3 separate regions of the Gossypium hirsutum genome follow, and regions 1 and 2 are each linked to region 3. A link is a contact called in public Hi-C data. All regions are on one chromosome and are shown on one strand. Each heading gives the region's core, a stretch centred on a gene start, on an enhancer-like site or on the middle of the called end of the contact. The rest is flanking DNA. Distances are from core to core; before and after follow the strand shown. Region 1 holds the start of LOC107903913 (transcriptional adapter ADA2a). Region 2 holds the start of LOC107903905 (transmembrane 9 superfamily member 3). Region 3 holds the start of LOC107959661 (RNA demethylase ALKBH10B).

Evidence for each region. Hi-C and Micro-C count contacts between places; a contact is called where the count stands out from the background.
Region 1: a Hi-C map of leaf shows a contact between it and region 3, with 2.3 times the contacts expected there. The contact joins the promoter of LOC107903913 here to the promoter of LOC107959661 in region 3. A contact is called at or near these places in 4 of 34 Hi-C or Micro-C datasets (callus and leaf).
Region 2: a Hi-C map of hypocotyl shows a contact between it and region 3, with 2.0 times the contacts expected there. The contact joins the promoter of LOC107903905 here to the promoter of LOC107959661 in region 3. A contact is called at or near these places in 3 of 34 Hi-C or Micro-C datasets (hypocotyl, leaf and petal).

What each region holds. Positions count from the first base shown.
Region 1 is chrD05:36,233,654-36,236,762 of Gossypium_hirsutum_v2.1, reverse strand. LOC107903913 (transcriptional adapter ADA2a) reads left to right here and starts at 1,371. Exons shown (of 14, transcript XM_041092928.1): 1 at 1,371-1,518; 2 at 1,605-1,711; 3 at 1,808-1,866; 4 at 2,322-2,509; 5 at 2,990-3,055. The coding sequence starts at 1,659. It overlaps LOC107902964 (a long non-coding RNA gene), which reads right to left and starts at 687. Exons shown (of 2, transcript XR_001685650.2): 1 at 228-687.
Region 2 is chrD05:36,881,203-36,884,254 of Gossypium_hirsutum_v2.1, reverse strand. LOC107903905 (transmembrane 9 superfamily member 3) reads left to right here and starts at 1,404. Exons shown (of 7, transcript XM_016830107.2): 1 at 1,404-1,828; 2 at 2,036-2,076; 3 at 2,175-2,760; 4 at 2,856-2,993. The coding sequence starts at 1,671.
Region 3 is chrD05:36,500,474-36,503,805 of Gossypium_hirsutum_v2.1, reverse strand. It overlaps LOC107959661 (RNA demethylase ALKBH10B), which reads right to left and starts at 1,913. Exons shown (of 8, transcript XM_016895761.2): 1 at 702-1,913. The coding sequence starts at 1,347.

The DNA.
Region 1 (3,109 bases), core at 122-2,621, 270 kb after region 3:
TATTCAACATATTTTACAAAATTGCTTATTTTCTAAAAAACCTTTAAATTATTGAACTAACAAACAATTTTAATTTTTACACACTCATTCAATCAATTTACATTATTAATAAAACATATTTAAAATTCTTATGTACTTACGATTCTTGTTGATTATAACCTTAAACCTGCAAAACAAATCAATAATATAACCACCTAATTATTTTAAATTAAGTTGATGGAGCTTACCTAAATTTAAAAAATTTCCATCAATGTATTCCGTAAATAAATTCATTTTTTGGGGAGTTCGGGAAAATTTTCAGAATTTTTTTACAATTTTTGGGTAATTTTCGGAAGTGTGGGGAGATGGGTTTTTTGGAGTGAATGGTTGTATTTTTTTTGGACGTGAAGTTAAATGGGTTTAGGGTGGGGGGTTTATAGTGGTTTCCGGGAGGGTGGTTTTAATTATGTTAATTGGGGTGTTTATTAGGTTTAATGTTGGGGCGTTGGGGGTTATTGGGGATAAGTGGCCGAGTAGTTGGGGATTGCTGCCGGTATCATGCTGCAGGGACCTGTCTTTTCCATCGCAGGTAAGCAGGCTTTGGGGAGCCCCAAATCCGCACTATTCCCTACAGCGTGATTAATAAGGTCTTATATTGATTCTAACGCCTAAATCGGCACCAACCCTTCCGATTTGCGTCTTGGTAAAATCGAAATTTTTATTTACTATTCCGGAAACATATCATTTTGATAAATAAATATTTTTTTGGTAAAAAAATATTAATATATATTATTTTAATAAAATTTTCTCAAATTTTATCTCTAAAATTGTTATTGATTTTGGAGTGATATAAAAAAATAACTATACTTAAAAAGGTTATTAAATTATTAGTAAATTTATATTTTGGTCATTTAATTTTAAAAAATTACAAAATAGTTATTGAACTATTTGAGAGTTTTTATTTAAGTTAGTGGTTATTAAGTTTTTTTAAGTTGGGTAGCAAGCTCCAAGTAAAGATTCAACGACTCGTACGGTGGATCAATACACATCGACAAGTAGAAAAACATATATTAGCTTCAAGTGGATCTAATGGTCAGTGTCGAAGATCGAAGAAAAAAACTGTTTAAATTTTGATTCGTAAATTGATGATGTTTAAAAATGTTTCATGAAAAAAAAACTGAACTATAGAAGAGAATGGAAATGATAACTTTTGATTGATGCAGACAGTGCAAACAGAGAATGCCATACAACAATTATTTAACAGGTTAGTGACTTAAATGAAAACTTTCGAATAATTCAATAATTATTTTATAACTTTTTGAAGTTGAGTTACTAAAATATAAATTTACTAATAGTTTAGTGAATTTGGGTAAAACTTACCCTATAATGAGCGGGTCGGATCCAGATCTAATGAAATAGGGTTATGTTGTGGATCGTAATCAAACCATAAACAAGTACAAGTTGTGGGTTCGGGTCAAAAAGTCCGAGTTTCTCCAACTTTCTCGCCTCGCACTTGCTTCCTCGTGTTGCTCATCTTCAGTAAGCAGTTACCGTTATGTTCAGTTCCCGTTTTCTTAAAATCTAGAAACCCTAATTTGTAATAACTGTCTCTCTATCTATTTTAGGGTAATTAGGGTTTAGGGTGGCTACTATTTGGGGGAATTAGGTGAACTGAAGGCATGGGTCGATCGAGGACAGTCTCTCGTCCAACTGAAGAGGATCTCAATCAAAGGTCTTCCCTTTTTTATGTTCTTAAATCCATTTATTTTCTCAGCTGTTCCGTTCAAAGATCTTGTTTTTAGTTTAAAATTCGCCCTTTCTTCTGTAGATCCAAAAGGAAAAAGACTGCGTCTGGTAGTGTCGACAATGTAGAGCTTCCATCAGCAGGTATAACGAAATTTAGGGTTCCCTTTGATTGGTACTTTTATTATTTAATCTTTCTAAAGCTTGTTAGTTGCAAAAGGGATAATAGTACAATTTTAATAATAAAATGTATGATTTTGCTTTGATTGATAATTAAATGCACGATTTTACTTTTATATAGAATGATTGCATTTCCAGCTAGGGTTTTATTTTAACTATTAGCTCCTATTTTTATCACAAGTAGTTTTACTTTTACTTGGTTAGAAACTTAAGTTTATTTGGAAAAAGAAATAAAAAGAAATCGAGTAGAAGTATCAAATCGAACTGAACCCTAATAAGATGTAACTGGTTTAGCAATTCTTTTAAGTTTTGAAGTCTTACTGCCTTTTCTTTTTTCTTAAAGTGATGACCTTTATGGATGATATTGCGTTTATTGGTTAATATTGTTCATCTCCATTGATTCCATTTCTTTCAATAAGGTCTTGGGCAAGTACCGAGTGAAGCAAAAGGGCCAGCATTGTATCATTGTAATTACTGTAACAAGGATCTTTCTGGAATGGTTCGGATTAAGTGTGCAGTTTGTCCAGATTTTGATCTTTGTGTCGAATGCTTTTCTGTTGGAGCTGAAATTACTCCTCACAAGTGCAATCATCCATACAGGGTTATGGTTAGTCACCTTCTTTCTAGTTACAATTTCCTTTATCATTTTAGCAATTCAAGGTTATAGCATGATCGCTGATGGTTAGCCAAAGTAAAGTATACTAGAGCTTTTGAAAAAAGTCTAAGGAACATGGTTACATAGGTCTTAAGTGAGTTAAGAATAGATTTGTTTTCTGTTAAATACCAATGGTATTTTTTGCTGAACCATATGTTTCATGCGTTTTATTAAAACTGGATCCCACAACCTCTCTCTTTCTGTTCTATGTTAGAAAATCTTATTCACCTCTCCTGGAACCTCACTTTGGTGGGACATAACTTGGTGATTACCATCTGTGAATTTGTTTACTAACTGGGTCATCAATTGCTGTCATTCTTTTCATCATCTACACCAGTGCCGTCAGTAATTCTCATAATAAATGACTCCAAACATAGTTTTTCCCCATTTTGCTATTGGTTGGAGTATGCATTTTAATGTTCTTCCATGCAGGACAATTTGTCTTTCCCACTTATTTGTCCAGACTGGAATGCGGATGAGGAGATATTGCTTCTTGAGGTATTCCTATGTACTATCTTGCACTTTTAGGGGTATTTGATTTTTTATTGTTGA
Region 2 (3,052 bases), core at 155-2,654, 380 kb before region 3:
ATAGATGATTTCTCCCTTCACCTTTTTAATTTAGTTTTTTTTTATAATTTATTTTACATTTTTTATGTTTTTAGAATTTTATTTTGATGCAAACTTGACAAATAAGATGATTGAAGAAAATTTTCACAAAATATATCTGAAGAGGTGATAGCCAATCATTGATATTAGAGGTGTTCAAACTTTTAAAATTGAATTAATTGAGTGAACCGAATTAGTTTATTTAATTAATTAGTCTAAATTTAATTCAATCGGAGGAAATTAGTAAAAAGATTTTTGAAATTTCAATTATCGATTAATTCGATTCAAAATCAAATGATTAACCAATTATTGATTAACTAAAATTAATAATATATTATATATCTATTACACTACTACTATAAGTCTAATATATTATAAATATTCATATAATGGATAAAAAATATTAAGAAAAATAAAATAAAAAAGTAAAAAATTTGACTATATATATGGTAGATAAATTTTAAGAAGATGGCAATTTAATAAAAATTGCCTTATTTTAAAATTTTTTGAATTAAAAATTAATAACAGAACATTGTTCAGATTTTCTTTTGCCATTTGGAGAACATGCCAACAATAACCGACAAATCATAAAAAAGAAGAAGAAGAAGAAAAACACATATTGCTAAAAATCAAATTGTAAGTCCAACTTACTCTGATCTTCTCACTAACTTTTCTTTCTTTTGTATAAAGGTTTTTCAAAAAAAATATATTTTATGATGAATAAAATATTTAAATTTATAGAACTATATACAAACCCATTCATACTTTTGGGGTCATAAGTAAAACAATAAAATGAGGTTTTAGGTTTTTTAAAAATTAAGAAAAAACTCTTTTAAGTTCCTTAAAAGTTAGTAAAAAAAATTTTGGACCCTTAAAAGTTAAAGCAACTTTTGAGGCCCTTTAAAAATTAAAAAGTTTTTTTTAGACCTTTTAAAAATTAGAAAATAATATTTTGGACTCTTTTTAGCTTTGAACCCTAAGAGGCCGTGGCTCCAAATGATCTTAGACTGACCCTGACTATGAGAAAAGAAGGAAAACAAAACTTACAATCCTAAAAAGAGAAATATTGATATTAGAAGAAAGGGGTCTAATGGTTGATTAACATTAATGAGCACTTGAAAACAAAAATGAAAACTCTAAATTTGAAATAAAACCAATAAGCTACAGAAAAAAAATTATAAGTTAAATTAAAATTTTTGCCATGTGTTATCATTCCTATCAAACCATTATCATTGATGTTGTTTTCCTAAAGTGAGGTAATGGTGTGAGAGAAATACAGATAAAGTAAAAGTGTGGTTGATATTAATTGTAAATTTAGTTTTGTGTAACAAATGATTTAATTTTAAACTTTTAGATTATATTTCATTACATATAAGATAACAATTGTGGTCATATATATATATATATTACTATATATAATCTCTCCAAAAACTTTCTATATCACTAATTTAAAAACCTTAAAAAAAATGCCGAAACTGTCGTTTACATCTAACACAAAAATAGAAAAAAAGTTATTTCGCTTTAAAATAATATAAATAAATAATTGTTTTTATTTTTATTTTTTAATTTCACCGCTACTAAGAACTAATCCTTTTCATTCTGGTTTTTCGACACTCCAAATTTTCAGATTTCCTTTCCTTTCTCACCGGAAAATGAAAAACATGGGCGACTTTCCGACGTTTCTAGTCGTCGCACTTTTGATCTTCAGTTGTCTTTCCTATGTTAGATCCGACGCTTCCGATCACCGTTACAAGGACGGTGACGCTGTACCTCTTTACGCCAATAAGGTTGGCCCCTTTCACAACCCCAGGTAATCCTATCATTTCAGGTTTCTGTTTAATAAATCTGATTTTAGATCTGGAAGTTGTATATCTTTCGGGTCCCAAATCAACGCTCTTTTTTCCATTTCATAGGATCGTGTTTGGAACATTTAAATTAAATTAAACTTAATTCAAATCTTTTTGCTTTAAGTTTATTGTTGAATTAGCTGTTTTTAATTTGGTTTGTTTGATTCCAGTGAAACCTATCGCTACTTCGATCTACCCTTCTGTTCTCCAGGTTCTTTTTTTGGTTTTTAATTTTGTGTTAAATTTTACATCTTAACCAATTATGCTTCAATTTCAATAAAATGTTATATAATTTTCCATGGAATTTAGATCATGTAACGGAGAAGAGAGAAGCTTTAGGTGAGGTTTTGAATGGAGATCGACTCGTGAGTGCTCCTTATAAATTGAATTTTAAAGAGGAAAAAGATTCTTCTGTTGTTTGTAAGAAGAAGCTTTCAAAAGATGAGGTTGCCTTTTTCCGAAAGGCTGTTGACAAGGACTATTATTTCCAAATGTACTATGATGATTTGCCAATCTGGGGTTTTATCGGAAAAGTTGATAAGGAAGGAAAAACTGATCCGAGCGAGTACAAATATTTCCTTTTCAAGCATATCCAGTTCGATGTCCTTTATAACAAGGACCGTGTTATTGAGGTTAATGCAAGGATGGATCCTCACTCGCTTGTGGACTTGACTGAGGATAAGGAAGTTGATGCTGAGTTCATGTATTCCGCGAAATGGAAGGAAACTGAAACTCCTTTTGAGAAAAGGATGGACAAGTACTCAATGTCTTCTTCTTTGCCACATCATTTGGAGATTCATTGGTTTTCGATTATCAACTCTTGCGTCACAGTTCTCCTTTTGACTGGTTTCCTTGCAACGATTCTCCTGCGGGTTTTGAAGAATGATTTCATCAAGTGAGATCTATTCAAATCTATTTGTACATTTTCTCATATTTTTGTTATTTCTTTTTGGTCATTGGTTGCTGTGAATGTTTGATTTCTTATGAAAGGTATGGTCAAGATGAAGAAGCAGCTGATGACCAAGAAGAAACTGGATGGAAATATATTCACGGAGATGTATTCCGGTTCCCAAAGTACAAATCTTTGTTTGCTGCTGCTCTTGGATCTGGAACTCAGCTGTTTACTTTGTAAGGATCCCATTGATTTGGTATTTGTGATTCTTTCAGATTTGTGAACTTGAGTAATT
Region 3 (3,332 bases), core at 664-3,163:
GAGTCAAATCAAATTTCAACTAAAGAAAGTAAACAGCATAGACTGCAATCATAGATTGCTAGGTAATGTCAACGCCTAATAGACACAATTGAATGCATAAACAGACCCAAAAGACTTGTTATAAAAGGAATATAACTTCTTTAACTAGCTTTTCATTTGGTAAAAGAAAAAGATCCAATTACAGGTGTTAATATAAACCAATTCAATCATAAACCCAATTATAATATAAGCGTCGTTACCTTTTAGTGTGTAAAAGATTCAACTAGATTACAAGGCAAATTTAGTTTTATCAAATTACACAAGGCAATTCAACAAATAATCAACCATGAAAAGCTGCGAAAAATATGGTATCATTCACTAACAAATTCAACATTCACAGCAATGCAAGTGAAAGTCACCAATGTCACCACCGAAAAGCCTTAAGTTACAAATTTTAATCATCCCATCAGAACAGATAACCAAACATAACAAACTGAAACAGAAGGTATCGTTCTTCACAAGAATGCAAGTAAAAGTCAACCGATATCAACACTTAAAATCTTTCAGGCAAACAAGCTTCAATCATCCCATCAGAACAAATAATCAAACATAGCAAGCTACATCATAGAATGTATTATTGACTATCCTAATTCAAATGTTCACCACAATGTAAATACACGAAATGAAAGCAATAAACACGAAACACTATGTAACCATATTACCCTCTGTGACAACTGAGCCTTTATCTTCCACCTTCCCTAACTCACCACCTAACTTAAGTTCCTCATATTTCTCACTCCCTCTCTCATTTCTCTCTGAAACAGCGGTAACAGTAGAATTCCCATTAGTATCCAGCACAGAATTCTGTATTTCTTTGGCCACCTCTACCCTATGCCCCTTAAAGCCAAATCCAGACCTTTTAAAATCCTTTCCCCCAACTTTCCCATGATCACAATGCCTTTGCCTACATCTCCAGGCCACCTGTTGAAGAGCATAGGAAACCTCAGCAATCGAAAAGTACTGCTGCATATGAAGCACAGGGTTCCAGTGACATCTCCTTTGCTGAATGCAAGCTATGACGGCTTCATACTCCCCAACTTCCCCGACCTCACGCAAATGATGACAAAGGGAGTCAATCATAGCATTGGCTGCTGCGAATTCACCCCGCAACCAATAGATAAAGCCATCACGCTCATCGGGAAACCAATTCCGATGATGGTGCTGGTTGAACTCTGCACCTCCTCCACCTCCTCCTCCTGCACCGCCAACGGCTCCAGCATCACCACCTCCGGCGCCAGCTACTGCAGCTGAAGGAGCAGGAAACTGCATTTTATCTGATAAAACTGCATTTCCCGATGGCACTGCCATTGAGGAAAAAGAAAAAACGCTCCCAAACCGATAAAAAAAATTAAACTGCTAAAACAACATATATAAATTAAAAATACCCAAAAACAGATCTAATTAGCTTAAATCCCGCAGAATCCAACGTGATCACGTAAAATCACAAACGAATTTTTTTAACTCAACTTAATCCAACTTCAAAATAGATATAATTAGTGAAAAAATATTAAAAACTGGGTCTTTATTTACTTTTTAAAGGTTTAAGCCGATCTAAAGGATTGGTTTAGTTTAGTCAGATCTGGAAAAATGGGAACTTTGCTTTGGTTGTGCGTAGATTGTGAAAAGGCAAGCAATTTAGGGTTTGGGTATCTGGTTTTTGGAAAGAAAAACAAGAAAGGCCTTTGTCACAGTGAAAGAGATCACGGCTTGGCTTATTGATGACGCATAAAGATGCGCTTTTATAGTGGCTAAAATCCAACAGAACTTCCTTCCCTCACCAGGGATCGATTATCGAACCACATACGAATATTCTTCTTCAATTTCTAAGGTGAATTTTGGTGTTTTAATTCAAGTCTGAGAAAAGTTCGATTGTCTTGGGTTAAGAGTTCTATGTTTGGGCTTTTTGCGGAGGTTAACCTCTTAGCATTAAACCTTGGTCGAATTTTAAATTAATTTCGTAATTACATTATCTTTTGTAATAAAATTACAAGAATATAATATTATGAGTAAGATACAAGGTTACCTTGTTTAATCCATTTAATTAGAATATAAGATTTAAGCATTTAATTAATAAAATGTAAAATTATCTGAAAATAAATTTACTATATTGTCATTATAAAATTTTTGTTTTTGTAAGTTCACTACTTTCAACATTTTTTAGTCTTAAGTTAAACTTAATTATGAAATTTTATTTATATAATTTGTCATTTAATTATTGTAGAGGAATTGGTTGCTTTTAATAAGAAAATAGAAATAAAACTAAAAATTTTACCAAAGTAATTGTGATATATACTATATATATAGATATCAGTATTAAAATTGCAATATCCTTTGATAAATACAAATAATTTTTGTTTCTTATTCGCTCGTTCAATCAATATGCAATGATAATTTGGAAAGTGTTTATTTATTAAGGGCTAGTTGGCAATGCTTTTAAAAAGTGCTTTTGAAAAGTGCTGTGAAAAAGTGTTTTTGAAAAGTTTAGTTTAAAATTTGAGTGTTTAGCATTGCTGTCAAAAAGTATTTTTGAAAAATAAAATGTCCATTTTAGACATGTTATTATCAAGTAACAAATATGCATTTAAATAATATTTAAATTAGTTAATATTATTATATTTTAGTAAGAATATAAAAAATTTATTATAACTTGTTGTTAATATTTTAATATATGAAATATAAATTTAAAATATTTTTAAGCAATAAATATTAATTATTTATAAAATTTAATTAGAATATATAAACTATATTTTAAATATTTAAATATAATCATTAAATATCTGTAATTAGTATTTTAAAAAAATATTTTTTTTATTTTTAATTAATGATTTTAACACATTTGTAATTAAGCACCAAGAAAAAAAAGGAAAGTACTATGTTATTGGAGAGGTGAAAAAGTAATTAAGCACCAAAAGTGCTTTTGGGAGAGGAAAAACTAAAATTTTTAGCTTCTCCTTTTCAGAAGTGCTTTTCAAAAGCACTTCTGAAAAGCTAAAAATTTCAGTCAAAAACAGATTGTTTTACACAACTTTTCTTCCAAAAGTGCTTTTGGAGTCAGAAGTATTTTTTTTAAGAATGAAGAACTGGCCCTAAATTTATAATCCAACGGTGCTTATATATATATAGACTAAATCAAATTTTTATTATTTTTGAAAGATGAAATATAATCTTATGTTATTTTAAAATTTAAAAATTATAAAAAGTTAAATTTTAAATTTTTGAAGCTCCTGCCAACCCCTAGCTTATCTACTATACATAGCTACACAATTTGTCAAATGGAATAAATTTATATTTTT